Regions from separate parts of the Mus musculus genome. Here region 2 is linked to region 1. Evidence: chromatin contacts called from public Hi-C data. All regions are on one chromosome and are shown on one strand. The core of a region is the stretch at or near the end of the contact, and the rest is flanking DNA. Distances in the headings are between cores, read along the strand shown.

Region 1 (7,566 bases), core at 2,332-4,831:
TTTTGCCAGCTGCCGATACTTTCTGCAACAGTGTGACATTTGGAATGCTGGGAACTTTCTAGAGAGGATATAAAAGCTAGGTCCCTGAGAGGTGGAGTGGGTTGGTGTTGGTTGGTTGGTGTTGGTCTCACTTTGTTAAGTAGCCATGAGCAAAGAAGAAAAAGAAATTAGATATCCTCACAATGAAGATCAAACTTGCCCCAAGGAACTCAGCACCCCTAATCAGCAGGAAGTAGTCTCACAATAACATCTCCCCGTTTCTGATCCCTGACTTTATTCAGGGATCTCTTTCCTTTCCTCTCTATCCTTTTTTCTCTCTTATCTAGTGTTAGGGGGCTGAAAGGGTGGAAAAAAGAACTCACAAAATAATAAAATCAAGCTACAGAAGAATAATTTTTTAAAGAATTGAAATGTTAAAAATGTCATTCACTTAAGTCCCCTTTAGCTTGTAGGAATCTATAAGGGTGTAAGGGTCTTTTTTTTTTTTTCTTTCAGTCCTGAAAGTCATTAAAATCAAGTATCCAAAGTAACTGAGTTCTGAAGCTGACTGCACAGCGGCATCTGCTTTCCCCGCTCTGATTTGCCCCAGCCTTCGCTAAGCACAGTAAGGTAGAGCACCAAAGGCTTTTGGAAGCTTTGCTGTTATCACTTGGGCTGACAGCGAGCGCTCTTCAGGAAAACAAAACAACCTTCCAGTTAAGCCTATCCACAACTCATGTTACCAGGGGACTTGTAGTCAAGCCATGAACCTCAGATGGCCTCATTTCTAATTTCCTGTGTCTAAAAACCACACAAATGAAAAAGCCTGGAATAACACCTGAACTGGCTGGTTTTATGTGTCAACTGGACACAGGCTGGAGTTATCACAGAAATAGGAGTTTCAGTTAAGGAAATGCCTCCATGAGATCTAGCTATAAGGCATTTTCTCAATTAGTGATCGATCAAGGGTGAGAAGGGCCATTGTGGGTGGGACCATCCCTGGGCTGGTAGTCCTGGGTTCTATAAGAAAGCAAGCAGAACAAACCAGGGGAAGCAAGCTAGTAAGAAACATCCCTCCATGGCCTCTGCATCAGCTCCTACTTCCTGACCTGCTTGAGTTCCAGCCCTGACTTCCTTTGGTGATGAACAGCAACATGGAAGTGTAAGCTGAATAAACCCTTTCCTCCCCAACTGCTTCTTGGTCATGATGTTTAAGCAGGAATAGAAACCCTGACTTCTAGAAAACAGCTAATCAAACCGCTTGCTCAGGAGTCCCTGAGAGCTTTCTCAAGTGTGCTCTTATACTATGTTCCCTAAGAAAGCAAGTCTGCGCAGCACGCCTTTAATCCCAGCACTTGGGAGGCACAGGCCTGCGGATCTCTGAGTTCAAGGCCAGCCTGATCTACAGAGTGAGTTCCAGGACAGCCAGGGCTACACAGAGAAACCCTGTCTCAAAAACAAACAAACAAACAAAAACAAAAAACACAAAAGCAAGCAAGCCTGCACTTGGCGTCGAATTTGGATTCTTGCTGTAATACTTGTAACTGTGGCACAGGACAAAGTATTAAATGCCATTTATAAAACAAATAATAATGTCCACCTGCTAGTTTCGGTGTCTCTTCAAAGAGTACTGCACTGCACACCAAAGCATCCATCAACATTCCCACCCTCAAGACTCCTTAGTCAGCTTTCAGCAGTGACGAGACACCAAAAACATCTACCCTGAGGATGTCAGGTCCTCTTGATCTCTTCAGCCCCTGCCCATTTTCCAGCCTCGGAATAAGACAGTTTGGCCACAGAAAAGAAAAATGTAGCCCATTCAAACTGTACTGGAGAGGCTAAGGTGAGAGCTTTGTCATGAGTTCCAGGCTACCCTGGGCTACACGACAAGTGTCTGGGCAGCTAGGACTACATAATAAACCTGGCCAAAAAAAAAAAAAAAAAAAAAAAAAAATCCCGTTTGCTGATAGGAAAGAACAGCAGCTCTCCCGAGGCATGGACTCTACTGTCCTTTTATGATAACTGAACTTGGGTTAACTACTATACCTGTCTTTCGGCAGACTGTGAAAGCCTAGGACTATTTTGGTATAAGGCAGGTCTTTCTGTTACTCAAACTAGAGCTGTCTAAACTAACTTGTGTGTGCTCTCTGGTTTAAGTCACCTAGTTTCGTTACAATTACCTTGTGTCATACCTCTTAATACAAGTTGTCAAGGAATTTCCATAATTTAAGCTTTTCGAAAAAAGAGTAGACTCGACAAACCCAAGGCCTTAAGTAAAATAGTAGGCATTTTAGCCCACTGATGCAAATACAACTGCTTCTGGCGAACTGAATATACTCAAAGTTCAGGTGAAGTCAACTCACAGCCTCTAGGAGGAAACAGGTTCTTTAAAAAAAGGCTGACGCTGCGGCTTCGGCTCCCGAGCTTTTGCAACATTTGCGTTTACGACCTGTCGATCTATCACGTGAAGCAAAAGGGCAAATCTAAACAGCACTACTGGGGCCATTCACAACCTCACGCAAGCAGAGCAGGCAAACTGGCAAGAGGGGCCTTCGCCTAACTTTCTTTCAGTGAATGAAGACAACCAACCCAGCAAACGCAAATATACCAGCATCCAGACCAAAATAAATAACTGGGGATTTCTGTCACCTCCTCTTCATCTTTAATTTTTCTTAACGTCATCCACAGAAATAGGGTTTGTTTGCCTAGGAACACCGCAGACACTCGCAGCCCAAGAGGCAAGGGTGGCCACGTACTTTCCTGGGCCTGCCTCACAAGCGCCCCCCCCCCCCCCCAACCAATGACTCGATTGTTTCGCCCCGTGTGTGCCTCCATTACACCGTTTAAGCCGGAGCACGTGATCTAGGAGCGCAAACTTGCTACACTTTACACACTTCCCTGAGCCGGGCCACACTTGAATCTAAACAATTCCCAAAGGAGAACCGAACGTGCCCGATGCTGGATGACAGTCGCTCAGGTCTCGCCCTGGGGAGAGCCAGTTCCTACCCCTGCTGGCTGACAGCAGCTTACCCATTTGTCCAAGGGGACCTGGGCAAGGGACCCGGTGCCCTGGTACAGATCCAGGCTCAGCTGCTCCAGGCTCAGCTTCTCCTGCAGGAAGTGGCCCAGGTACCTCTGTAGGAGGTAGCGACAGGCCCTCTTCTTGATGGATTCTGAAAATGGCCAAGGCATGGTGAGGGCTGGCGGCTCGAGGGAGCCGGGGCTGCACGCGGCGGCGACTCGGGGGATCCGACCTGGGCTCCAGGCAGCGGCAGCGCCTCAGGGTCGGCCCGGCGGCGTCCCCAAGCCGCGGTGGGGATCTAGGTTCGCGGTGGCCGCTGCATGTCGGTTCGGCGCCGCCGTCCCTCAGGGCAACCCCATGGCCCGCGTCGCGACGCTCGCACTAGGCCCGGCGGGGACTGGGCGCTGAGCAGAACCGGGCGCCCCAAGCCGGGAGCTTCCGAAGCGCTCCGTCGGTAGGGAGACAGAGGGACAGACAGAGAGGGCTGGCGGCTGAGGCGAGACAAGACTCCGACGCGGCGCGACTAATTTGTTGTCATCTACTGGGCGCGCTCCCGCCTGAGACACGCTCCTGGCGCGTTCGCGAGACCCAGACTCCCGGCACGTACTCGAGCAACGGGCACAAGCGGAAGTGACGCCATATTGCGGGGCTGGAAAGGCAGGAAAAAAAGAGTCCGGGCCGGAGCATTTCCGGTGGTGAATGGGCGGGGCAACTGCGGGGGCGGGGGTGGTGCCGGCGCCGCGATCCTGGCCCCAGCAGTCTCCGGACGAGGAAGGATAAGAACATGGGCGCTCGCAGGTGAGTGGGCGGGCTGGCTGCGGCCCGTGGAGCCTCACCTTGCAGTCGCGGCCGGGTGGTGGGCGCCGGCGGACGCCCGGACTAGGGCTGACGGAGGTCTGGGGGCGGGTCCGGCCTGGGCTGTCCTGCGGGAAGTGATGCGGGGATGCAGGGCGAGGACTGGAGACCCGGCGTTTCTGTCCGGGTTCTGACCGATGCCTATTGTCATCAGGTTGCCCCCCCCCCCACCCCCTTGCCGGCTTTGTTTGCAAAGCATCTAGTAGTTTGCCGTTTGCAGAGCGCCACGCCGACGACCAGGAAACTTGGGATCGGGGCGATTGCGGGCAGTACGGTTTCCTCTGTTAAATCCTGGCGCTTCCCGACCCGCTGAGGGGCTGCTGCCTCCTGGAAGACTTTGTGCTCTCCGCAGGCTCTGCGCAGCCCGATTTTTATCTTTTAGGGAGACAGTCTGTGAAGAGGCGCAGCTGGCTCCTTAGGAGGGCAGCCCCTAAAGGCCCGGAAGTCTGCTGTCCTGGGTTAGATTCCTGACACTTGACACTGGGCCACCTTGAACCTATGCTACCCTCTCTGAGCCTACATTGCCACCTCAGCCAGGTGTGAGCAGATTAATATCATAAACTCGAAAATTGAGGCAAATGAAATGACGTGTGCCGGGAAGGAACCTAAACCGAGTCCTGGATTGAGGAGACCGAATTAAGGAATTCTGGCCCGTGAATGGGGCATCCTCAAAATGGGTTCTTTTGGTTTAGTTGGATTGGGTTTTGAGACAGTCTCTCACTGGGTAGGTAGTTGAGGTTGACTTTGAACTTATGTGGCCCAGACTGCCCTAGAAATTAGGGTCTCCCAAATGCTGAAATGTCAGGCTTGCACCACCACACACCATTCGGAGTCTTTATGTGCTTTGTAAGAAAGGGCCTCTTATTTTTAAAAGATGATATTTTAGTTGGAGACTTGGAGGTAGAAAGATACATGAACGTCTGAGTTATTTTTCAGATAAGAACACCACCTGCAAGGCTTACCACATGCGTAATGCTTGGTAAGTACCAGGAATTTGAGGAGGGAAGACAGGAAGGAGTGTAGCCATCGCAAGGAATGATGGAACTTTTGCTCTGGGTGAAATAAAAAGAAATGCTACATAATCTGGCCTAAGACTGCTAACTACAGTGTTGCTAATAGTGGAATGTTGGGCTTAGAAGACCAAAGGTGAAAACAGCCAGGGCAGTGCTGAAGGACAGAGCAGTAATCCAAATTCTGTGGTTTGGCCTGGAGGAAAGCCCTGAAGACTAGAACCGGTTGGGTCTAGGCATATTTTGACACTAATAAGACATGCTTACCCGGCATCAGGTACACAGTTTTATCCCAGCACTAGAGAAACAGATGCAGATGGCTCTCTCCTTAAGTTGAAGGCCAGCCTGGTCTACATGGGGAGACCCTGGCTCAAAGAGACTCTGAACCTTACAAGTAAATAATGACAGTACTCTCTGTACTATAAACAGAGCTGGGTGGGAAGTCCCAGCAGGACCTTGTGTATCAGGCTTTAGGAGGTTTGAACTGGACTTTAGGCTCTGTTTGGTGACTGCTTGATATGGTTTCCTGAACACAGTATAAAATAGCACAAGCTGTCCAGAGGATGCCTGCATCTCCAGATACCGAAGGAAGAAAGTGAGACTCCCACAAAGCAAGCGTACTGCACCAAAAGTGTTAAGGGTGTTGCCTTGAACACTTATACTTTCTAGGAGAAATTTAGCATAGTTAAGAGTTGAGAACTGTCATCACACCTTTAGCGGAAGTGGGATTCAAACTCCCAAGTCACAGGGCTCTTTTAATGTTTATAAAAGGCGGGTTCCTAATGCAGAATGCTGGCACCTTAGCATTAATTGAATAAGATGAAGATAATTACCCAACCAAGTACAGTCAACTTTGTAAAAATTATAAAGGAATTCCCAGTGGCAGCTTGGTATATCCCAGAAACCAAGGACGTTGAGTCAAAATAATAATCCTAAACAGGAATTCCCACAGTCCATTGTGATCGTGTTGATTGTATTGAAGACTTAGCTGGGAGGGGCCGGTGGAGCACACCTGTAATCCCAGCACGTGGGAAGTCAAAGTGCAAGGATCAAGAGCTCCAGGTCATCCCTGGTTACAGATCAGGTTTGAAGCCTGGCTGGGTTGCCCTGATCCTGTCTCAACAGCAAAAGACCACATTCCAATGACATGGCTCAGCAGACAAAGTCACTGCTGCCTTGCCTGATAACCTGAGTTCAGTTCCCCAGGACCCACATGATAGGAGAGAGCCAAGCTCCCCCAGTTGTCCTCTGACCTCTGCATGAACACCATGGCATGTGCACACACACACACACACACACACACACACGTATATAGACGTAATATATATATATATATATGATTTCAAAAAGAGTCGTACATTGAGAACAGGAGCACAGTGTCGAGGCTGCCACGCCCCAGCAGAGGCCATCACTGCACCTGTGCACCTCTTAGGGTCTGGAGCTGCCTTTCTCCTTTGAAGGGATTTTCAAGCATGATGGGCCCAGCTTTCGGGAGGCAGAGGCACGAGGATGGCTCATTCAAGGAAGGCTACCCTCAGCTACATAATGAGACTTAATAAAGAAACAAGACAAAAGGGGGTTAGGGGACTGGAGAGATGGCTCAGTGGTTAAGAAAAGCACTGACTCCTCTTCTGACGGTCCTGAGTTCAAATCCCAGCAACCACATGGTGGCTCACAACCATCTGTAATGAGATCTGACGCCCTCTTCTGGTGTGTCTGAAGATAACTACAGTATACTTACATATAATAAAAAGAAAGAAGACCAAGGGGACTGAAGATCTGTCTCAGTGGTTAAGAGTACTTGCTGATCTCCAAAGAACCCAGATTAATCCATCGCTGCATCTGTGTCAGGTGGCTCAGATGGTTGTAACACCTGTTCCAGAGGTTCTGGCCTCTGGATTCAGAGGGCACCAGTACTTACATGCACATACCCACACACAAACACATATACACAAATAATTTAAAATAATAAAAGTAAACTTTGAGAACAAATAAGGCCGCACACCTTGCTTCATTGCACCCCATAGGCAGAGACTGGCTCGTTCTATATCATGAGTACCAGGCTAGCCAGGCTACATAATGAGATCAAAATGAACAACAAAACCTGAATATGGGGCTAGAGAGATAGCTCAGAGGTTAAGAACCACTGGCTGCTCTTCTAGAGGACCCAGGACTCAGCCTCCATTTGGCATTTCACAACATTCACATTTCACAACAGTCTGTAACTCGAGTCTGCAGGAATCCAACACCCTCTTCTGGCCTCTTCAGGAACATATGTGATAAACAGACATACATACAAGCAAGGCACCCGTATACATTAAGTAAATAAATTTCTTTTTAGTTTTTTTTTTTTTTTTTTTTTTTTTTTGGGGTTTTTTGGTTTTTCGAGACAGGGTTTCTCTGTATAGCCCTGGCTGTCCTGGAGCTCACTTTGTAGACCAGGCTGGCCTCGAACTCAGAAATCCGCCTGCCTCTGCCTCCCTAGTGCTGGGATTAAAGGCGTGCGCCACCACGCCCGGCTTCTTTTTAGTTTTTAAAAAACAAATTTATAGTGTGTGTGTGTGTGTGTGTGTGTGTGTGTGTGTGTGTGTGTCTCAAGCCTGGGACCTCATGCATACATTCAACACTTTGAGCTATATGCCCATCCCTAGGAACGTTTTGTTTTGTTTTGATACATTCTCATCACTATGGTTGATCTAG
Region 2 (7,566 bases), core at 2,498-4,997, 5.5 Mb after region 1:
TCTACTGGACTATTCCAGCAGCCATTGGCTTTTGTTTGCTAAGGGTTCGGGAAAATCAAAGGAACCAGCCTGTGGGTCGGGGAGGGGACTAACCAGCATCGAGGGAAAGATGGCCTCTGGGATCAGACCGAAGGCATAGATAGATCAATCCGTGTTGCCCTTTGTCTCCTGGGGTTTGCTGTGTGGGGCTTGCAAATAATGCCCCTGCTTCCCGTGACATTCACTGAAGAGCCCTTTTTCTTGGAAGAGCTGTGGAGTGGGATGTATCTTCAGGAAACGTTAAAGATAGGGGCTGAGTCAAAACTACCAGGTGGAGAAAGACCACGTCAGGACTCTCTTTCCCTTGTACAATTTCAGGCAAGTGTTTGAGAAAGCACAGATGGTATGTGCATGTGTGCACATGTGCACACAAGAATCCTGGGATGAATCCCTTAAAATGAGAACACTTTTGTTTCCTGATTGGCCTACAGAGATGAGAAAAAAAAAAAAAAAAAAAAAGGAAAGGAACTGTGTATGTGGCCCATTTCCAACCTCCTATGTCCCCCATTCCCCACTGCCCTCCATCTCCTCAGCATGATATAGACCTGGGAATGTGCTCTGTCACCCTTAGGCCTCTCTGTGTCTCCTGTGTGAACTGTCCTGACCTGTAGCCCACTTCTTTGATAGTGTGACTCTTCTGTGCAGGAGTCCACTGAGGGACAGGACTGGGCAGGAACGGGACGCAGTGTCACCTCAAAGCTGGGACCCTTCTACCATCATCAGCATCTTTTAGTCAAAAGATGTTGTATTGGACTTGTGGCCACGAATCTCCAGTAAGTTTAGACATCATGATCAGCATTTAAAAAATAAAAATAAAAATAGATAAAAATAAAATTGGGAGCTGAGCTGGCTTAGTGGTGAAGGCACTCGATTCCGATCCTTTTGACTTGAATTTGATTGCCAGGTCTTACATGGTAGAAGAAAAGGATAGACTCTTGTGAATTGTTCTTTAACTTCCACAAGTGTGCCCCACCTCAAATAAAAATAACTAAAAGTATAATAAAAATAAGTAATAGAAGCTACATAGTGAGCGTGAGGCCAGCCTTGGTTACAGAAGACAGAGAGAGAGAGAGAGAGAGAGAGAGAGAGAGAGAGAACTCCAGAGAGACCCAAGCTTGCTAGGGAGCAGTGGAATTTGCCTGTAATCCTAGCATTTGGGAAGGTGAGAATTTCAAGTTTGAGGCTCTCTTGGTCTACATAGTGGAACCCTGTATTAAAATTAATAGCTAGATAGGGCCAGCAAGCTGGCTCAGTAGGTGTGGATGCTTGCTGTGAAGCCGGGCAATCTGAGTTTGATCCCAGTGACCCACAAGGCAGAGGGAGGTAACTGACTTTTGTCCTCTGACCGCCACACTTAATCATGATGTGTGTTCCCATATGCACAGTGTACACACACACACACACACACACACACACACACACTGGATACATAAGTAACTAAAATCATTTAAACATTAACAAGTAGACCAGAATAATCAGAGCACATTACATGTTTGGGATTAAGTATTGATGAATATGTGGGTGTGTATCACATATTCAACAGGTTTGAAAGCTACTTGCTGAGAAGTCTTACTGAAACTATAATTTTGCTGTGTGTCTCTCCTTTGCTAGTATTTAATGTTTTAGTGAGCGAAATGTCAGCTCACTTCAGCACACATCTGCCCTGCAGGGGCAGGTGGCTTCTGCTCCTGGAGCTGTCATTTGAGGCACTGGGAGGGGCCTGATGACACCTGTTCACAGGCCTGAAGCCCCCGACACCATGCGACGAATACTTTTCCTCTTAGCACAACAGATGGGAGCGGCTTTCTGGACAGTTGCATTTCGGTGAGTCATCACGAGACCTGCATGCATCCTAAAATGCAGCAAACTGAGCATGAGAGGCCACATAAATTCCTGAGAGAAATTTCTTTGTCCAGAAACAGTGTCGGCGTGTTGTTCAGCGTTGCCATAGGGAACAGCCAGCTTTGCTTTTGAAATGCCCAGAGCAGAGCCCTCTGATTGGTTCTCCGTACTGCTCATCACTTCTGCCCAGCAACTGGCGCTGCGGTGGCCAGAAACCCGCCCCCAAAGCCCTGGCTCTGATGGGGCAAACTTCTTTATGCTGCCCTCTGTGTTTCCCCAAAACAGGGGGTCTGGAGCTGCTAAATGGGAGAAGAAGGGCTCGGGGTGGGGGAGCAGCAGCTGGTCTCACCCGTAGAGAGCTCCACGCGGCTGGACTCTACCCACTCATTCTGAAGAAGGCTTACTAGTGCTTTGGCAGAGAATAAAAGGAGCCACGCAGCCATAGGAAGCCCCACGCACAGGTCTTTGTACCTTCTGCCTGGTGGCTTATTTGAAAAGAGTCCAAATAGTGCAGCCTAGAGAAGGAAGCCTTTCTGGATTTGGGCAGTTTTCCTTGTGCCGTGAAAGGCGTGTGAGAAAGGTGCCCTGGACAGGGCTGGGGTCGAACAGTAGAGGTCTGAGAACACGGTTAAAGAAGGCAGGGGCACTCTGAGCATTCCGGGCCATTAAAGACACCCACGAGGGGAAAGGGGCTAATAGTGAGCTCCAGGGTCCTCATAGATGGGACTGTCGTTCTAGCACTGTTGCCTTGGGGAACCCTGGATCTGACCTGACTCTGAACTCAGAACTGTGGCCTGTGGCCCAGATGAGGGCGCCACTGGCCTAGCTGAGCCTGGCTAGCAAGGCCTATGTGGGCTCTCGAACAGGCACCTGTTGGGCTACTGCATTCAGAGATGTCCTGTCAGACTATCCAGGCTTCTAGAACATTCCATGAGGTAAGCTGGACAGAAGATGCTGGACTTCCTGCGCAGCCTGGTCACACTGGTCTCCGTTCCAGCCTAGGATCCGACAAACTTTATTGAGAAGGGATGTGTGAGCTTCCAGATGACTTGGAAACAATCATGGCCTCTTTGCTCAAGTGTCTGAACTTTGTAAGGATAGACCCCCATTTGCTCCCATCTTGCCATGGCAGTAGGGACATCTGGTGGGGCCCTGTGACCATGAGACAGCAAGATGAAGCTGCTGGAGAAATGGGTGTCCCTGGCTTAGAGAAGTACCCAGGACAAATTGGCCACCCTGTCCACACAGGGCAGATCCACTTCGGGTGGGTATGTAGGGAGCCGAGGAGGACTCTGCTAAACCCCTAGAGCTGGGTCAGATGGTACCAGACCCGCCTGTGAGCATACGAGGGGCATGTGTGAGGGTGGCATGGCTGTGTGCTAATGTGGACTGTGAGACCTGCCCGCCTGCCTGTGAACTCTGTCGGTGAAGATGTGTGTTCTTGGACAGGAGACACTAGGAACGAACTCTGCACGCGTGTCAATGGGCGCCCGCGAGTGAGTGTCTTCTACAGGTGCAAGGACCTGAGTGCCCGAGTAGGCGAGACTGTTGGGCCGCCCGTCGAGGTGGCAAGGCGAGGAACCTTCCTTGCTTCCCCTCCGCTCGACTGGCTTTTTGACCCGGAAAGACCGGGACGCGGGCGGGGCGCGAGGGCGCGCGCGCGCGCGCGGAGGGGCCAGGGCCCTGAGGGCCTGGGGCGCGCGCCGCCGTTGCTAAGGCCGGCGGCGAGCGCGGGGCCGAGGGTCCCTAGCAACGGGCGCGGGCGCGCGCCAGCCGAAGGGGATGAGGGGGGGGGCGGGGAGGCGCGCGCGGGCGGCGGGGGCGGGCGCGCTGGGGCGCGCGCCCAGGCGGCCCGCGGGGATTTCCAGCGCGCGAGAGGAAGTGCCAGCGCGAGGGTGCGTGAGGCGGCGCGGCCGGCGGCCGCCGCGTGCGCGAGCCGGGTTGCAGCCCAGCAGGGACTTTCCAGCCGGCGGCGGCGGCGGCGGCCGCCGGCCCTTCCCCGCCCCCCGACATGGGGCTGCCCGGGGAGCTGGACGCTGCAGAAGGCGGCGGAGGATGCGCGCGGCGCCCCTGAGCCGGCCGAACGGGCGGGCCTCGGGGTAAGGTCGCGGGCCGGGGGCGGCGGGCGGCGGGGCGGCGGGCGGCTCCATCCCGGCGGCGGCCCCGGGCCCGGCGGGTCCTTCGCTGCCAGGCCCGGCCGCCTCACCGTCTGCGGTGCGGCCCGCCCGCCGCCCCAACTTTGGAAACTTTGTGTGTGCGGCCAGCTCCGGGCCCGAGGCGCCGGCGCTCCGGGCAGACGGGGCAGGCAGGCCTCGAGCCCTGGGTGCCCGCCCCGAGGGGTGCCGAGCCGTCAGCATCTCCGAGGCCCGGGGCTTTGGCGCGGTGCGGAGCGGCGGAGACAGGGTGCCCGCATAGATGAGCGTGCTCGCCCTGGCTGGTGGAGGTGGGTTTTTGAGCCATTATTTAAAAGTTTATACTGAGTCATTGCTCTGCAGATGAATGACTGATTCATAGTCGGAGAGCTGCAGAGAGGCTGGAAGGCAGGCGGTTCTGGGATCCAGCTGGGGCCGAATGCACACCTTCCACCTTCGATTAACACCAAAGGTCAGAGTGGGCTCCCCACGGGCGAGCCATTAAAACGATCCTTGCCGCGGGGCTTGCAGGTTTTGGAGGCGCCAGGCTATGGCTCATGTACGTTTCGCCACGTTTCTACACTGTCATCACCACCGGTTGGGGACCCGGGTATCAGGATTAGACCTTTAGAGAGAATTCTGCGTGGACAATTCTTTACCTTTAATTTAAAACGGCAACAACATGCAAATGGGTGAAGTGTTGTGGACGTGCTCTGAAATCGAAGAAGCATTCAGATTAATGATCGGTTGAAGGAACTGATTTTATTTTCACGGCTTTTGTACTGAGCTTTGACTCAGTTTTGAGAATGAAATAGAAGGGTGTGTGTGTGTGTTACGTACACACATTTGTAAGTATGCTCTTTTTTTGTGGAGTCTTAAAGGGTTTATCGAGTGTTGTATTGTCATCTTAATTTACATTCACAGCATACAACTGAAGAGGAGCCATAATTTTTTTTTTTTTGGTAGCATTTCTGTGACTAGATACACAAGTGAAATCTTTAGAAATGCTGTTTTGTATTGTGTGTAAAATGCTTATATGTAGAAATTGTTCAGGGGAACCCTCAGTCAGCTCTTAAAACCTTCTGGTGTTTTTCAGATCTTGGAAAATGGCCTGTTGAAAATACTGCATCATTGTAGGGTGTTTAGCAAAATAGTGTACAGCCATCCTTTACTTAAAGGAGAGGAAATGTTTCCCTTTTCGCCATATTGTGACATCTTATATATTAAGAACTAGTCTGAAGGTGAAAATTCTTTGGCCAGAGCAAATTGAAAACTGGGAAATTTATCACAGGAGTCAGAAAACCCTGTGTGTAGGGTCTGGTGATACATCCTGGCAGACCTTGGGGTCCAGCCTCACTGTTTGAAATCAGACCTTATCAGGGACAAGGTTTAAGATGTAAGGTGTCTCACCCAGACACCATCTGTTCCAGCTGTCACAATGCAGAAGTCGGGGAATCAAAAATCTGGCCAGGGAGAATTCCAGCATTTTTTAAACAAGACATTCATGTGAATTTTTCTGTGAGGGAAAAGAAAACCAATTTTTTTTTTTTTGGATGCTATCCATTCTTTTTGGAATTAATAAGATGGCCTCAGTGAGGAGGCTGCAGAGACATTCCGTTGGAAACAGGCAGTAGCAGCAGTCTGTTTCTGCTGCTCTTGCTGGTGCTTTGAAGAAAGTCCTTCATTTACCTGGGATCTAGGAACGGATGCTTGCTCTCCCTGTGTCTGAGATTTCTCTCTAAACACTTTTGCTAGGATCCCTTAGAATCAGTGTGAATGAGGAAGGACTTTCTGGGGTATTGTCAGGATACATATGCTAATGAGCCCAAGGCTGAGCATGATTTATCATTCCCTTAAAATCCTTCTTTATTATGCTGAAACTACCTCAGGAGAGATGAAACTGTCACTGTGGTGTTGCAAGCCTGAGCTAGCTCAAACACACAAAGGAAATTGCATTAAATTTGCCCATCTTTGTTTTTTCATCTTGTATAGTAAGACTCTCCAGACAGCAAATGAGCTAACCTATCAAATATTATGCAATAGCTTAATTTCTTCTCAATAGTCAATTTCAGAATTGTTAGCAGAGAAGTCTCATAACCCAAGGCCATAGTCTGATTTTGTGGAATCAGAACCCCTATCTGCATCTTTGCAAGTATTTTCAGAAGAAAAACTAGTTGTTTTTGGTTGATATTTGTGTGTGTATATATATATATATATATATATATATATATATATATATGTATATATATGTGTGTATATATATAATGTATATATATGTGTATATATATTATATATATATGTATATATATATATTATATATATATATATGTATATATTACATTTCAGACAGAGAGGGGGGCTGAGAAGAGAGCTGAAGTGAGGAAGGTGAGGCTGAAGGATTTGGAAGGTGACCAGCGAGAGGCAGCCGAGGCCTTGAGAGTGAGACTGCTTAGGCTTGGAGCCAGAGCGAGGGCAGCCTAGAGGCCTGCAGACAAGAAGGGAGTAGAGAGGTAGCTGGGAACTGGTGCGGTCCCAGAGGAGCTGACAGAAAGAAAAAGAAAATTCTATTAAAAAAAAAAAAACTAAAGAAGGAACATTAAATATATTTGTATAATTTCTATGATACTTAGTTAATTAAAATGTCTGTTGATTTTGGAAGGCCTTTTTTGTTTTGCCTATTCCAGGAAAGATTTGGGATGACAGGCCAATCTAGGAAGAAGTAGGTGAGGTTTCTATCAAATATAGACCCTTTGTTTGGTGAGACTTCTTGGTGCTTACAGACTTGGGGTCACCTGTCAGGGAGCGGGATGTGAGTACTGCAAGTGACTGTTGGCTTCTGGCCCCTCCAGGAGTCAGGCTGGCATCTTGCTGCATTCAGACAAGCACATTATATTAACTGTGACTTGGGAGTCTTGCTCATTTAATTAATGTTCAATTAACGTGCCCTGAGTTCCCATAATCTAGTTACACTACACTAGCATGAGTTAGTCACAGCACCTGCTTTTGATCTGTAGAAATCTGGGGCGTCTGGGCCCCGGTGGACAGTGAAGGGCAATGCCAGAGCTCGCTTAAGATTTGCCTGAGACCCCAGCACAGGAACTTCCCGCAGGAAGAGTGAAGAAAAAATCAAGCCACTGTCCCACCCTCAGAGAGTTGATTCTCTATCAGGAAAACCAAGGAAAGTTGTCCACTTTTGTAGGGGGAAATGAGTTAGTGGGTTGTGTATAGAAGTCTGCAAATGTGTGTGTGTGTGTGTGTGTTACTGTAAGGGGAAAGTTCCTGGCTGCCCAGACTAGTCAGAGATATGTTTGGGAAAGGCACCCCAGTTGGCTTCAGCCTTAGGAAATCTGGCCCTACTTGTAAGGGGCCTGCGAATGGCAGTAGAGGACCTCTACCATATGAGATGAGACCTGTGAGTTTGCTGCCCTGTTCCTCCCTGCTGGTCTATATGATGCTGGTAGTCAGTTTTTCAGTCTGTGATATCCTGTGCTGCCCTTCTGCTCTTGCAGGCTCCCGTGTGATTTGGAGCCGAGTGGTCTGGCTGCCTCTGACT

What was found. Hi-C and Micro-C count contacts between places; a contact is called where the count stands out from the background.
Region 2: a Hi-C map of muscle stem cells shows a contact between it and region 1, with 10 times the contacts expected there. The contact joins the promoter of Traf3 here to the promoter of Atg2b in region 1. A contact is called at or near these places in 2 of 484 Hi-C or Micro-C datasets (CD4 T cells and muscle stem cells).

The regions. Positions count from the first base shown.
Region 1 is chr12:105,681,660-105,689,225 of GRCm38.p6, forward strand. It overlaps Atg2b (autophagy related 2B), which reads right to left and starts at 3,582. Exons shown (of 42, transcript NM_029654.4): 1 at 3,010-3,582. The coding sequence starts at 3,171. Gskip (GSK3B interacting protein) reads left to right here and starts at 3,693. Exons shown (of 3, transcript NM_178613.3): 1 at 3,693-3,799. The coding sequence starts at 3,786.
Region 2 is chr12:111,162,623-111,170,188 of GRCm38.p6, forward strand. It overlaps Traf3 (TNF receptor-associated factor 3), which reads left to right and starts at 3,748. Exons shown (of 12, transcript NM_011632.3): 1 at 3,748-3,980. The region is part of intron 2 of 4930595D18Rik (RIKEN cDNA 4930595D18 gene); the gene reads right to left.